2 separate regions of the Sus scrofa genome follow, and region 1 is linked to region 2. Evidence: chromatin contacts called from public targeted proximity ligation data. All regions are on one chromosome and are shown on one strand. The core of a region is the stretch at or near the end of the contact, and the rest is flanking DNA. Distances in the headings are between cores, read along the strand shown.

What was found.
Region 1: a contact with region 2 is called in a targeted proximity ligation map of alveolar macrophages. A contact is called at or near these places in 1 of 5 promoter capture datasets (liver), 3 of 47 Hi-C or Micro-C datasets (blood and liver) and 1 of 2 datasets of targeted methods (alveolar macrophages).

The regions. Positions count from the first base shown.
Region 1 is chr3:98,214,085-98,220,975 of Sscrofa11.1, reverse strand. No RefSeq gene overlaps it. Among named protein-coding and RNA genes, the nearest start is that of PKDCC, 51 kb to the left of the region's middle.
Region 2 is chr3:98,140,324-98,146,986 of Sscrofa11.1, reverse strand. The region is part of intron 1 of EML4 (echinoderm microtubule-associated protein-like 4); the gene reads left to right. Among named protein-coding and RNA genes, the nearest start is that of EML4, 12 kb to the left of the region's middle.

The DNA of each region.
Region 1 (6,891 bases), core at 1,131-3,630, 77 kb before region 2:
CCTCCTTGCCTCCCTCCCCTCTGCTATGCTTTTCTCCTTTCCTTTCCGTTCCCTCCCCTAAAACACTGGGGCTCCTGCCTAGAGAAGAAAATAGAAGGGCTGAGGGAACCCGCCAGCTTCTGAACACCAAGATGAGGAAGTGATCATCAGAGGTCACTGTCTTGGTCAGTTCCTGTTTCTGGAACAAAGATGCCAAAATCTGTTCCTTTTTCTTGTGAAAAATGTAGGGGTTTTGATTTCCAAAATTCCCAGAACCAAGACTATCACTGTGAGCTGTCTGTGTTTCTGTCTGCCTGTGTCTGTATGAAGGGACTGCCAAGGCCTCCTGAGCCTGCTCCTCATGGGCAAGTGTCCAGGGGCAGGCTTGGAAATGACACCTCCTTCCCTGCCCCTCTCCAATTCCACCCTCCTCCCCTCAGCTCCCCCGCCCCCCACCCCAGGCCTGCCTGAGGAGAGGCAAGTGCATTAAGACAGGCCTGCCTCTGGCCTCCTAATACCTGCCAGGGCCTTGCAGGAGAGTCCCTCCCCAGGTTTAGGTCTGGCTACTCAGAAGCCCCTAGAGAGGGTGGAAGTTTAAGCTGATAACTTGGGACTCAGAGATGTGGATCAGTTTGAGAAACCATGACGCTGCCCTGTTCCAACCTGAAACAGAAGGGAGGGCAGGGTGGGGAGCAGACATAGCCAGCGCCATCCTGGTCCCAGGGCACCACCCTCTGTGACCCAGTCCCATTCGGAATGGGTGGACAGCCGCACTTCTGGAATCAGACCCTCCTGAGCCCTCTGTGGAGAAAGGAGGTGGGCCAGGGTGGGAAGTATGTGGAGGTGGGGGAAGGTAGGAGCGGGAAAAGGGCGTTTATCACTCAAGCAAACTCAGAGCCTAAAACCAGGGAAAGAGCGTGAGAATGGGCCCTGGGATTAAGGTTAGGATCAAGGTGTGACGGTCAAAGCGGTCTCGGGGAAGTAATAGTACAGGGCGCTCTGGCCTGGACTTGCCTTGGGGTGGGAGGCGAGAAAGGCCGGACAGGCGTAGACAAGTGCGTTCTCTGCGTCTGCCGGAAGCAAAGGCTTTCTAGCAGGATCTCCATTTGCTCTGCTTTTCCTTTGGTCTCTGCTTCTGTTTGTACTGTGCTGCCCAATTCTCATTCATTCACTTAACAAACATTTAAATAGCCTAGAACATTTGGAGATATCCGTGGCCAGGGCTTTCCAAAAAGCGTAGGCTGGACCTTGCAGAGGCCTCACTGCCTGGAGCAGCAGGCTCCCGCTCTGCGGCGCCGCTCGCGTGCTGCGTGCTGCGCGTGTAGTGCAGCCCCAGAGCCTGCGGCCTGATGCCAGATCAGCGGGGAGGGGGCAGGACCTCTCCCCCAGATGGGCAGCCCAGATAACCTGAGCCACAGACAGGTTAAGGGGGCAGGAGACTTGGGCAGGACGCGGGAGTCTCTGCCGGGGACGAGCCTACGCCCTTTCACGTGCCCTGGGAGCTCCGATGCTGGCAGTGAGTGGCGGCGGCGCTCCCAAGGGAGGACTCCCTCTCCGTGCCCGAGGCTGGGAGCCCGGGCAGCCCTGGCCAGCGCCCCGCCCGCCCCGAGGCCCGAGCGAGGCGCCGCGGGAGGAATTCCAGCCATTTCCTCTGCGCCGCGCGGTATGTGGCCTGCTCGCTGCCCGACCGCAGCGCGGCCCGGAGGTGGGGGCCGGCGGCGCGGGCCAGTCACCAGCCGTGTCTGGCAGCTGCCTCAGCCTCGCCGTCCTGCTCCGGATCCCCGGCCGGCCACCTCTCGTCCCGGGCCACCAAACCAGCCGTTGGCTTGCAGCGGCCCCGGGCTTGCGCGGTGTCCCTGGGCCCCAGCTCCTCCTCGCTCGGCTGCCGCCACCGCCGGAACTGCTCCGGCCCCGCGCCCGCCCTCTCTTCTCCGTGGTCCCAGCCGCCGCGACCCCCTGCGGGTCCCCAGAATCAGAGTTTGAAACTGACGGTGGCCCTTGCTACGTCACCTTGGGGCACATCCCTTAGCCTTTCTAAGCCTCAGTTTCTCCACCTGTGAAATGGTCACCCTAACAATAATGCCGCCTCATTTGTGCCGCCCTGAGGTTAAAAGAGAAGAGTAATGTCAATGATGTTTTCGATTCTCTGGGTATCTGCGGCTGCCATCGTTAACTTTCCTGGATCTTCGGCCCAGCCTGCCCAGGGCCTCTACACCAGTATAAGTGGCGGTGGAGTCGTCAGGGCAGCTTTAGGGGTAGGCACAGTGGATGGCTGCCTCAAGGACCGGCGTTGGACTCTTCCTCGGGACTCTTTGCCCTCTAGGTCCTTGAAAAGCCCAAAGGACAGTTATTTCATTTTTTTAGATGATGTCATCGCAGTCTGAGAGCAACCAGGCATGTAGTGATTAGGAGAAGTTGAGGGTGCGGACCTAGATGGTGGGGCCGCAGACTTGGACTCTCCGTGCTGGTCTGAACAGAGGATGGGCCACCACGTGCTCTCTGGGCTCCTCTTTCAAAGTGAGATTCCCCAAGGAGAGCGAACATTCTTCCAGCCTTTAACTCTTTGGAGGAACAGCGGGAAAGGGAAAGCCAGAGCCGCCTGGAGACTGGCAGGGTGGGATCCACTTCCCCCGCCGCCCACACCTGCCTCACCCACGCCCACGGCTGCGGTAAATGCAACACTAGGTGGGGCTGGAAAGCCCCGGGTTTCACCGCCGACTGCTTTGCAGACGCAGCACAGCAGCGCCGCTCTGCCTTGGTGTTCCCCCAGATGGCCCCTTGTTTTGATTTTGTAACTTCCCTTCCAGCTAGAGAGTCCCAAGGCCGAGAATTGGCCCTTGCAGCAAAATGTGCCCGCCTCGTTCCCCACACACGCTGCAGCCGCAGACCGTACAAATCCAGGTGGAGACAGGTCTAGAAACACAGGTGCTATAAATATCCCAGGCCAGCAGGGAGACCCCGCTCTCAGGCAGCCCCTCCCCACTCAGCCTCCCCAGAGCCCAGCACTTCCGGCCACCGCTGCGCTGCGGGCTGCTCTCCCCGAAGTGGGAGGGGTAGGCTTCTTCTGTATCAGAGGCCTGGCTTCTCTTTCCTCTCCCAAGACCCCCTGAGTGCCTAGGCTGAGGGTTTTCTCTCTACTAGAGATAAACCTCCCTAGCTCCCAATCGCAGGCCAGGCTGTGCCCTCCCTCCCCTGGTACTTTTAAAAGGCTTTTTCCGGGACCCCACGTTGTGGCTTTTGTCTGACTCTCTCAAGATGGATGATGGATGCTGCCATTGGTTGGAAGGCAACAAACTAAATCACTTTTTTTTTTTTTTTGGTCTTTTGTCTTTTTAGGGCCACACCCGTGGCATATGGAGGTTCCCAAGCTAGGGGTCCGATCTGAGCTACAGCTGCTGGCCTAGGCCACAGCCACAGCAACGTGGGATCCCAGCCACCTCTGCAACCTACCCCACAGCTCACGGCAACGCCGGATCCTTAACCCCCTGAGCAAGCCCAAGGATCGAACCCATAACCCCATGGTTCGTAGTCGGATTCGTTTCGGCTGCACCAGGACAGGAACTCTTGATTCTAAATTTTTGATAATGGAGTTCCCGTCGTGGTGCAGTGGTTAATGAATCCGACTAGGAACCACGAGGTTGCGGGTTCCATCCCTGCCCTTGCTCAGTGGGTTAACGATCCGGCGTTGCCATGAGCTGTGGTGTAGGTCGCAGATGTGGCTCGGATCCCATGTTGCTGTGGCTCTGGCGCAGGCTGGCAGCTACAGCTCCGATTCGACCCCTGGCCTGGGAACCTCCATATGCCGTGGGAGCGGCCCAAGAAATGGCAAAAAGACAATAAATAAATAAATAAATAAATACAATTTTGATAGCACTTTTCGTTGTGGGGGTGGGGCGGTGGGGAACAGACTGGAGGCAGAGCAAATATAAAAGAGGGGAGAGAAAAAGCTGGGCGTATGCACATGGGAAGAGGGCATATGGCCCCACTAGACAAGGGAGTTGCTTTCCCAGCAGGCTGGTTCCCAGGAGCTCAGTGAGACTTTCTGAGCCAGTCTACTGAGCCTGGGGACTTGGTAGGGTACAGCTTGGGAAAAGGAGCCCCTTGGACACAAAAAGACTCCCCTTAATGAAGTTCCATTGCCTAGGGCTAATGGACTCAGACACGGAAATTGTCCCCAGGAAACTCAGAGATCTGATGCCTCCAGGAGAGTGTGGCAAGAGCAAGGCAGGTTTGGAGGCAATGAGTGAAACCAATCCGAACCACCAGTTTTCAAACGTGGCTGTAAAAATAAGCTTAACCTAAATGCTAAGTCTATCCCTGTTTTAAAAATGAAATCATATCTCTCTTCCAATGCGGGAGCTTACTCTTCAGTCACTGTGCTAAGGAAGTACTTGGCTGTTCATCTCACAGAATCCTACTTAGAATCTACTATTAAGTTCCCATTTTTCTGATGGGGAAACTGAGCCAGAGAGGCTAATTAACTAGCAGAGGAGAGTTTTGAACCCAGGGATCTGACCCCAGGGGTCACATGTGGAATCTCTGCTGTGAGGTAATCAACTCTAATGGTCTCCCTGCCCAGAGATGGAAGTGACTCCATTTCAGCCTTCAGCCGCCTGTCACAGTGAGGAAGACGTGGCTGTAACACTCACCTTTCTCTAACAGACCTGAGTGGTTGAACATCATTGAACTTGATGGCTTTCCTAAGGGGCCAGGCAACCTACTCCAGGACCCCAGAGTGTAGAGGAACAAGCTGTCCATAGGGGAGGACCCCAAAGAGACTAGATGTAGTCACCAAGGTCAGCCCTTCCTGTGTGATTTCAGGACCACATGGAGACCCAAGTGGCCTCCTTATTAAAAACCAAGCATAGGCATTCCCATTGTGGCTCAGCAGTAATGAACCCGAATAGTATCCGTGAGGATGCAGGTTCGATCCCTGGCCCCACTCAGTGGGTTAAGGATCCAGCATTGCCATAGGCTGTGGTGTTGGTAGCAGACGAAGCTCGGATCTGGCATTGCTGTGGCTTTGGCATAGGCTGGCACCTACAGCTAAGATTTGACCCCTAGCCTGGGAACCTCCGTATACCACCGGTGCGACCCTAAAAAGCAAAAAAAAATTAAGGAAAAAAAAAAAAAAAAGCCTAAAAGAACCACTGTGCTTAACACAGAGCCAGATGTGTGCTTAAATTCACACAGGTCTCTGGTATCTCACCTTGGGCCATGGGCCAAAGTGACCCAAAGATATATTTTGTCTGGCTTTCCCAGCATTTTTTTTACAAGCTGAGTTAGTTATCAAACATTTAAAATTGGAAGATTGCACAGAAATACCTGGATTTTTTTTTTTCTTAGCTTCTCCTCCCCAGTCTTAAGGTCTGAGCCGCACTGCACGGGTCACCATAGTCTCAGCCCTCCCATCTTGTCCTCTACCCACCCTCCTGCTTGGCCCATTGGCATTTGAATTCACTGACCCCTACCTCCCTCACGAAAATGCAGTTATTCACTAGAAGAGGTAACTGTGGAGTCTAACTAGTTACGTTCCAGTTTGGATATCTTTTCTTGAGAGCTAGTTAAGGAAGAATAATTGAGGTAAGTTAAAGTAAGGTGAGGAGAGAAAGCGGGGCTCCCCCAGACAAGGCATCAGGCCATACCAGAGAGGATTTTTCAAGTCCTCAAAGACCACAGGGTGAGAAACTGGTGTTTGAACAGCTGACATGGACGTCAGAACATCACCTGTTTCCCAGGAGCTCATCCTCTTATTTAACTTAGCAAACACCACGCTTCTATTAGCATCCTGGGCTGCCTTCCTCAAACCTCCTTCTGGCAGAGCCTTGGGGAATGTCCAGAAGCAAACCCTGGAGGTGATTAGAAGGCTGCCGACTCAGGCTATGAGCGAGCCCAAAGGAATGGGTCTGGCTTTCAACCAGAGCAGAGCTGAGCCCAGAAGAGGAGCTGAATGAAGACAAGAACCAAGTGATTAACTGGGGTTTGAGCAGCCAGGAACTGAAGCACGAGCTCATTCACCAAGATGGTGAGCAGCTGGTTCTCTGAAATGTGGACCACATGAGGGAGAACCATCGTCCTTGAACTTGGAAGCTTTCCTGCCAGAGCAATTTCTGGGTCAGGCAGAGAGGGGAAAAGGTTTTGTATGGAGACGTGACGAGGGATGGGATGGCCTCGGACGGACAATCTGCTGGACTGCGGGGCCACTTCAGCTTTCCCCAAATGCCTATCTGGAAGGGTTTCAGCTCTGTGAATATTTGAGCTCAGACTTTTTTGGCAGGAATCCATGGGCCAAGTGTGTCAACAGAGCCACGGATGTGTACTCTTGGGGTGTGGATGGGGTGCATGTGATGAAGTACTTTTAGGGCTTTTGGAGAAACAGGAAATTCACTTATCAGACAGGAAAATCTATCCAACGTCTTTCAAAACCAGTGGATAACGTGGCAGTCAGAATTGTCACAATTGCTAGGTACAGCCTTTGGAAAAGGCACAAAATTACAGAGCAGGAAAGGAGTAGGAGAGGCCCCCTTCAGGGATTTGCCACATTGAGTCGGGGCACACTCTATTCAGAGGGCCTCCCTCTTACCTCCTGGTCTGATGGGGAGCCCCAGGAATCCCAACACTCAGCCTTGCTGCCTTTATCCGCTTGGTATCTGATGAGGCTAATATCACTGTGTCCTTGTCCCTGTTGTTGTGAGTCCTAAAATCTCCCTGGCTCCCAGGTCACTTCATCCCCAAGAGGCCCCACCTTTCCCCTATTCTGTGGTCTCTGCCGTCTGCCTCAACTCCTGAAACTCTTCCTCTGTGACCTCTAGAGTTCATAGTCCATGATTAGCAAACTCTCTATCCTCCGTCTCTTCTCCAAGCATCCTTTTCACTTCTTTTCCAACAGGACTCCCAGCTCCCCCTTGAGTT
Region 2 (6,663 bases), core at 3,662-6,161:
CGTGATAATACTGGATCCTTAACCTGCTGTGCCACAAGGGAATTCCGTACATTTTTTAATGTTAATTTTTTAAAGAGAATGAAAGGCTGTGGAAGTGTTCCAGATTAAAGGAGGCTAAAGAGACATGGCAGCTACTTGGAATACCTGATCCTAGAATGGATCTTGTATTACACGAGAGGAAAATGCTATAAAGGATATTACTGGATCATTTGGCAAAATTGGTATATGGATGGTAGATTAAAGTATGGGCATCAGTGTAAAATTTATGGAAGTTGGTAACTGTCCTAAGGTTATATGAAAGAATATTTTATCCTGTAGGAAATACACACTCAAGTTTTTAGGAATTAAGTGCCCTGATATATATGCTATTCTCAAGTGGTTCAGAAAAAGGTATGTTAAATGTATATGTATTTTTTACATATACATACACATATATGTATTATATATAGCTACACGTTAGTGTATATTTGTATGTATGTATAAAGAGGGAGGGTGGAAGGATGCTCATGTGCAGATAATGCAGATGAATAAAATGTTAATTGGTGAATTTGGTAAAAGTTGTACAGGTATTTTTTGGACTGTCCTTGTTCTTACAGGTTTTCTGTAAGCTTTAAATTATTTTTAAATGAAAAGTTTTAAAAAATCATATGAACTTTGCATTAAACTCCATAATATAGCATTTTAAAAATAGAGAAATAGCTCCTCTCCCAGAAAATTCCAGGCAAACTCTTGGGATAAAACTGCGGCTCCAAAATATGTTCCATGTATATCATGTGGTTTCCTTTTATCCCTAGGCCTCAGTTTGAGAAACATGCCTTTGGGCCAGAGGCAGCTGTGGTTCAAATTTAGTCGACAGACATGTTTTGTTTGGCCCTTTTGAATGTTTAAAAATTGGGAAATTTCACATAAAAATCTGCATCTTTGGTTTCTCTTGAAAAGTGGAATAATCTTGCCTCTGTGGACTTGGATTCCAGATGATCTATATACTAAGTGGTGTGTCGAGTAAACAGCCTCGGTCTCTCCTTTTCACCTAGCTTGTTTCAGGTATTTACTTTATTTCCTGGTCTCTATAGGCATACATTTCCTGCCTTTATTTTCCCTCGGAGGTGGTGGGGTTCTTCTTTGTGCTCAAAACCATTTGAGAATTAAGTTGTGGAATTGATACCCATCGCCTGCTATCATTTAAGTGTGTATACCCTATAAACAAGAACATTCTTCTGTGTAACCATACCACATAAAGAAGAGAATTAGGGAATTAATGTGGATACATTACTAACCCTCAGATTCACTCAAGTTCTGCTAATTGTTTAAATAATGTCTTTTAGAAAAAAGGATCCAGTTCAGAATCAAGTATTGCATTTAGTTGTCATGTCTCTTTAGTCTCTTTCAGTCTAGCAGAGTTCCTTAATCTTTTCTTGGGTTTCATGACTTTATGCTTTGCAAGATTACAGGCCAGTTATTTTGTACAATGTCCCTAAATTTGATGTTGCCTACTGATTAGATTCAAGTTATATATTTTTGGCACAAGAGCCACAGAGGTGAAGGTTTTGTCTTATTGCATCCTAACAGGTAGCACACAATTTTGATTTGTCCCATTGCCAGTAATGATCATTTTGACCATTCAATTGAGGTGCTGTCTAGCAGACCTTTCCACTGTAGAATTACTTTTTTAAAAAAACTTTGTATTTTATAGGTGGTGCTTCGAAACTTTGTAAATATTCTGTTCTTCATCACACCTTCAGTTTATTGGTTTCTTTATATCTGTGTGGCCTCAGATACCTTATTTTTTTCCTGTGGGTTATAATCCATTACTGTTTATTTTGATGGTCAAATTGGCCCCATTTTGGCTAGTAAGTACCATTCATGCCGGCTTCTGTATTCTTTTGACATATTCCCATCACTCTTTGAAGACTCTCTTGCTTTTTGACACAATGAGGTGATTCAGGTGTACAATTCAGCTTCTAATAACTAGCCTTTTTTTTTTAAAGTAAGGTTCAGGTGAGATTTTGAATTAAGTCACTGTAAGTTAGTGAACATTCTTTACAGTTCTTATAATTTTGTAGCTGCATAATAGTTTATCTCATGCTTAAACATTATGTTAAACACAAGAACTAGACCATTAACATAAATTAGCTTGAAGGTATTTGCTGAGTGGGAAGACATTCAGGATTATGTTTGTTCTTATTCTGTTACTATATTTAAACAATCAACAGTTATCTTAGAGCAACATACTCTTAGGTGGTGTGTGTGTTGGAGGGGTTGGGTTAGAGAAAATATATTTAAGCAGCAAAATCAACTTTTTTTTCCCCTTATAATATTGTGACCAACTTTCTTTCTCAGCAAGTATATATATAAACTTTATAGTATTCCATTATTTGGACATCTGCTTTAGCTGTGTATATAGAACATAATTTAACTTAACGTTAAATTGATGACTGATGGTGCTTATTATGAGCATTAGACATTGTTCTGCGCTGTAATAGCAGTGGTGCCTCCTAGAGCAATTTGTGTAGGGCTGTGTGCTCCATACACTGAATGACTCTAGACAGTTATAACTGTCTTCCTTGCTATCGTTTGTCACCTAGTGTCAGTGTACTCTACCCTTCCTTCTCATTTTATTATTTTCAAAAATCTCACCCATAATATTTGAGTTTATATCTCTTGAAAGGACTCTAATTATTATTAATTAGACTTAAAATTGGACAGTAATTTCTTAATAGCAAATATCCAGTCAAATATCCCTGATCTAAGTGTCATTTTACAGTGATTTGTTTAAGGTTTAAACAAGATTCATACATTGCACTTGTCTTTTTTGTTGTTGTTGCTATTTCTTGGGCCGCTCCCGCGGCATATGGAGGTTCCCAGGCTAGGGGTCGAGTCGGGGCTTTAGCCACCGGCCTACGCCAGAGCCACAGCAACGCAGGATCCGAGCCACATCTGTGACCTACACCACAGCTCACGGCAACGTCGGATCATTAACCCACTGAGCAAGGGCAGGGACCGAACCCGCAACCTCATGGTTCCTAGTCGGATTCGTTAACCACTGCGCCACCACGGGAACTCCATATACATTGCACTTGGTTGCTGTCTCTTAAGGCTTCTAATCTCTACATTTCCCTTCCCTTTGTTCTTTTGCAATTTGTTAAAGTTTTGTCCTGTAACATTTAACACAAGTACTGACTGCATCCTTTGATGTTTTTTAAACATGTTTCTTGTTTATCCTTTAAATTGAAACTTACAGATTTTTATATTTTTGATGTATTTTGATCTGCTACCTTTATTCTTCTAAATTTTGATGCTTAGATTTTCCCATCTTTGACCTAGTCCTAGTGCTCTGTTAGCTTCCTTGTTTTTTTGTTTGTTTGTTTTTATTTCTTTTTAGGGCGACACCCACAGCATATGGAGGTTCCCAGGCTAGGGGTTGAATTGGAGCTGTAGCCACGGGCCTATGGCACAGCCATAGCAATATCAAATTCAAGGCTCATCTGCCACCTACACCACAGCTCACTGCAAAGCCGGCTCTTTAACCTACTGAGTGAGGCTAGAGATTGAACCTGCATCCTCATGGATGCTAGTTAGATTGGTTTCTGCTGAGCCATGATAGGAAATCCATCTTCCTTGCTTTTTGATGTGATGAGGTGTTCAAACTTTTCTTTTACACTTCCAGCTCCAATTCTGCAATCAGCTATTTGTCTAAGAAGTTGTGGTTCCTTTTGGCAGGAAATGGTACTCTAAGCTCTGGAGATGCTCATTGTTACTGGATTGGTTATTGTTTCTAGTCTAGCCTTTCTTTTGATTTCCCATTTTAAATTGGCTGTAGGCTAGGAAACCCGATAACAAAGCTGGTTTGACTTATATAAGAATTGTTTTGGATCTCAAAAAAGAACCCAGAGATCAAGGCCTATGCCAATTTAAATTGTATAATGTAGTACCTAACAGGGATAGGATCATACGCAGTAAGTATTGCTAATGTTGGTAATATATGAGTAACGTAATACCAGATGTTCCTCAAAATAAAGTAATAGACTTCTGAATGTCTCTTAATAAAATACCTGAGCTTTTAGTTCACAGCCTGATGATTTGTATATAATTTAAATTATAAACCTTTTATGCTCCCTGTATTTTCTTTTGTTAAGATTATCTTTTTTCGGAGTTCCCGTCATGGCTTAGTGGTTAATGAACCCGACTAGTATCCATGAGGATGCAGGTTTGATCCCTGGCACCGTTTAGTGGGTTAAGGATCCAGCGTTGCGTGAGCTGTGGTGTATGTTGCAGAGGCGGCTCAGATCCTGAATTGCTGTGGCTGTGGGGTAGGTTGCTGTGGCTGTGGTGTGTGCCGGCAGCTGTAGCTCCGATTCAACCCCTGGCCTGGGAACCTCCATATGCTGTGGGTGCGGCCCTAAAAAGACAAAATAAAATAAATAAATAAAAAGATTATCTTTTTTTGTTTCTTTTGTTTTTATCTTTTAGGATAAATCTCAGGATCAGTGATGTGTTAGTATGTTAGAGTCAAATTATGCTATGTTATTGTCATATTCCATAATAACGCACGCTTTTCTTTTTAAAATTTTTTCCAGATAATGTACTTTTTCTAACTTTGCAAAGTTGACGTCTTCCTAAATTTGAGATGACTTTCTGTTTTCAAATAAAACTCTATTTAGTTTTGATAGCTGACATTTTTCTTTAAATCATTTTTTTACTCTCGCATATTGGTCTTGAACAACTGCTTACACTGATCATTAAGTGACAGTAGAATGCTGATCTTTAAGTGACACATCAGAGCAAATGAAAAAATTTGTTTTTCTTTGAGCCATTTGTTCCAGAAAAATGTCATAACTGACTTCTGTTTTTGAGTGAGTGGGAGGGGTTTTTTGTTTGTTTTTTAAAAAAACTTTGAAGGATATCCTGTTTTGAGATTAGATAGGGCATAGCCTTTGATTTTCTTTGACTGCTTTGAGTACCTCTTGGCATTCATCTTATGTCTAATCCTCTCCAATTATAATTAGTGTGGATGTGTGTTTGGCACAAACAACATTTTCTTGATTTTTAGGATCTGTTACCTTGGATCATTTGAGATAGGGTATTGGGAAACAAAGTTTAGAGTAAAGAGAATGACAGAGAAAGTATCAATATTTGACTTCTTTTCTTGAAATTTTTGTGAAGGCTCGTGAGTGGAATTTAATGATTATATGCACACTGAAACTTTAGCACTGTAAAACTCCTTGGTTTTTTAGTGCATACTATCCTGGGGCTCAGGTTATAGGTTTGAGTCCCATATGGTCCACTTGTTTTTTCCTGTTTTCCTTTTCAGAAAACACATTCATTAATTTAATAGGTTTTGATTAGCTTCCTTGAATCACGATTTGTGCTAAGTGCAGTGGAAATTGGTGAATGAGACACTCAAAATCCCTACTTTCATGAAGCTTATAATTCTGTGGGGTATTCAGGCAGTATTTATTCAGGAAATATTTATTGAATGCTTGGTATGGGCTCAGCATTCTTCCAGCTATAAACATAGTCCTTATGGAGCTTATGATGTTGGCCTTTAAAATACAGAGTAATAAGAATTGTGATGTTAAAGTATAGAAAGCTTTGGAAACAAAGGAAAAGGCTATCTTAAAGTCCACTATCCAGCCTTTTATGTTATTTCAAGGTATAAGCAGAAAAATAGAGGTCAGGTCACAGTAATCCTCCAGTTCTTGGAAATGGCTTAAAGAAATGACATTTACTTTTTTTTTCCCCTATTCTCATACACCTGAGAAAACTACCAATAAAGCTCACTTTGGTTGCAGTTGAAGCCTTCAGAGAATATTGTCAGCTTTGCCCTCCTGGTGTCATCCTAATTTAAATCAGTGAATTCATTTTAACTTCTGTCCTCTCTCTGTTACCTGTGTAAGTGGTACTTTTCTAAGATACTTGCTTTTTCTGTACCTTTGTTGGAGTATGAGTCCTGTAATTTGGTCTATGGTCTTCAATATTCTTGCTTTAGGAAATAATCATGGATGTAGTAGTTTATAGACTACATTTCAAGAAATAGGTTCCCATGGATAACTTTCTGAAAGAGTGACAAAGCAAAGGCACTAACATTTATTCAGTTATGATTTCAGGAACTGTGTTATATACTTTATATAAATTAACTGTGATAACTAAATGGCAAAAAAAAAAAAATGTTAGTTTCCGTTTTAAAAAATACCCTCAAGAGTAACTTTTAAGTAGATTGAATAAAACTGAACCTGTTATTACAACTCTTTGTATGAGGATGGTGATTACAGTAATTTTCCTGACAGCCTTTTGGTGGCTGAAATGAACTGTTACTCCCAGTACGAAAATCTAATAATGCAGCAAGTATATATTCAGCAAGTGCTGGATGCAAGGAATTTCTTTCATACTGGGAATATATCAGTGAACAAAAGAAACAAAAATTCCTACTGAAACTTATAGGGAAGAGAGATAGATAGTAAACAATTTTCATGACATTATTCACTTTTAGGATCTTATTGACTCCTGCATAAACAGTGAGTCTGCATTGTTACTTACAAACATACTATCTTTTTTTCATAGAATAGATGGTAATGTAGCCTGTGTGGATTTTGGTTGTGTCAGATAAGCTTAGAGAAAAGTAGTTTTGGGGATGCATAAACAGGTAGGTATAGCATTGACAAT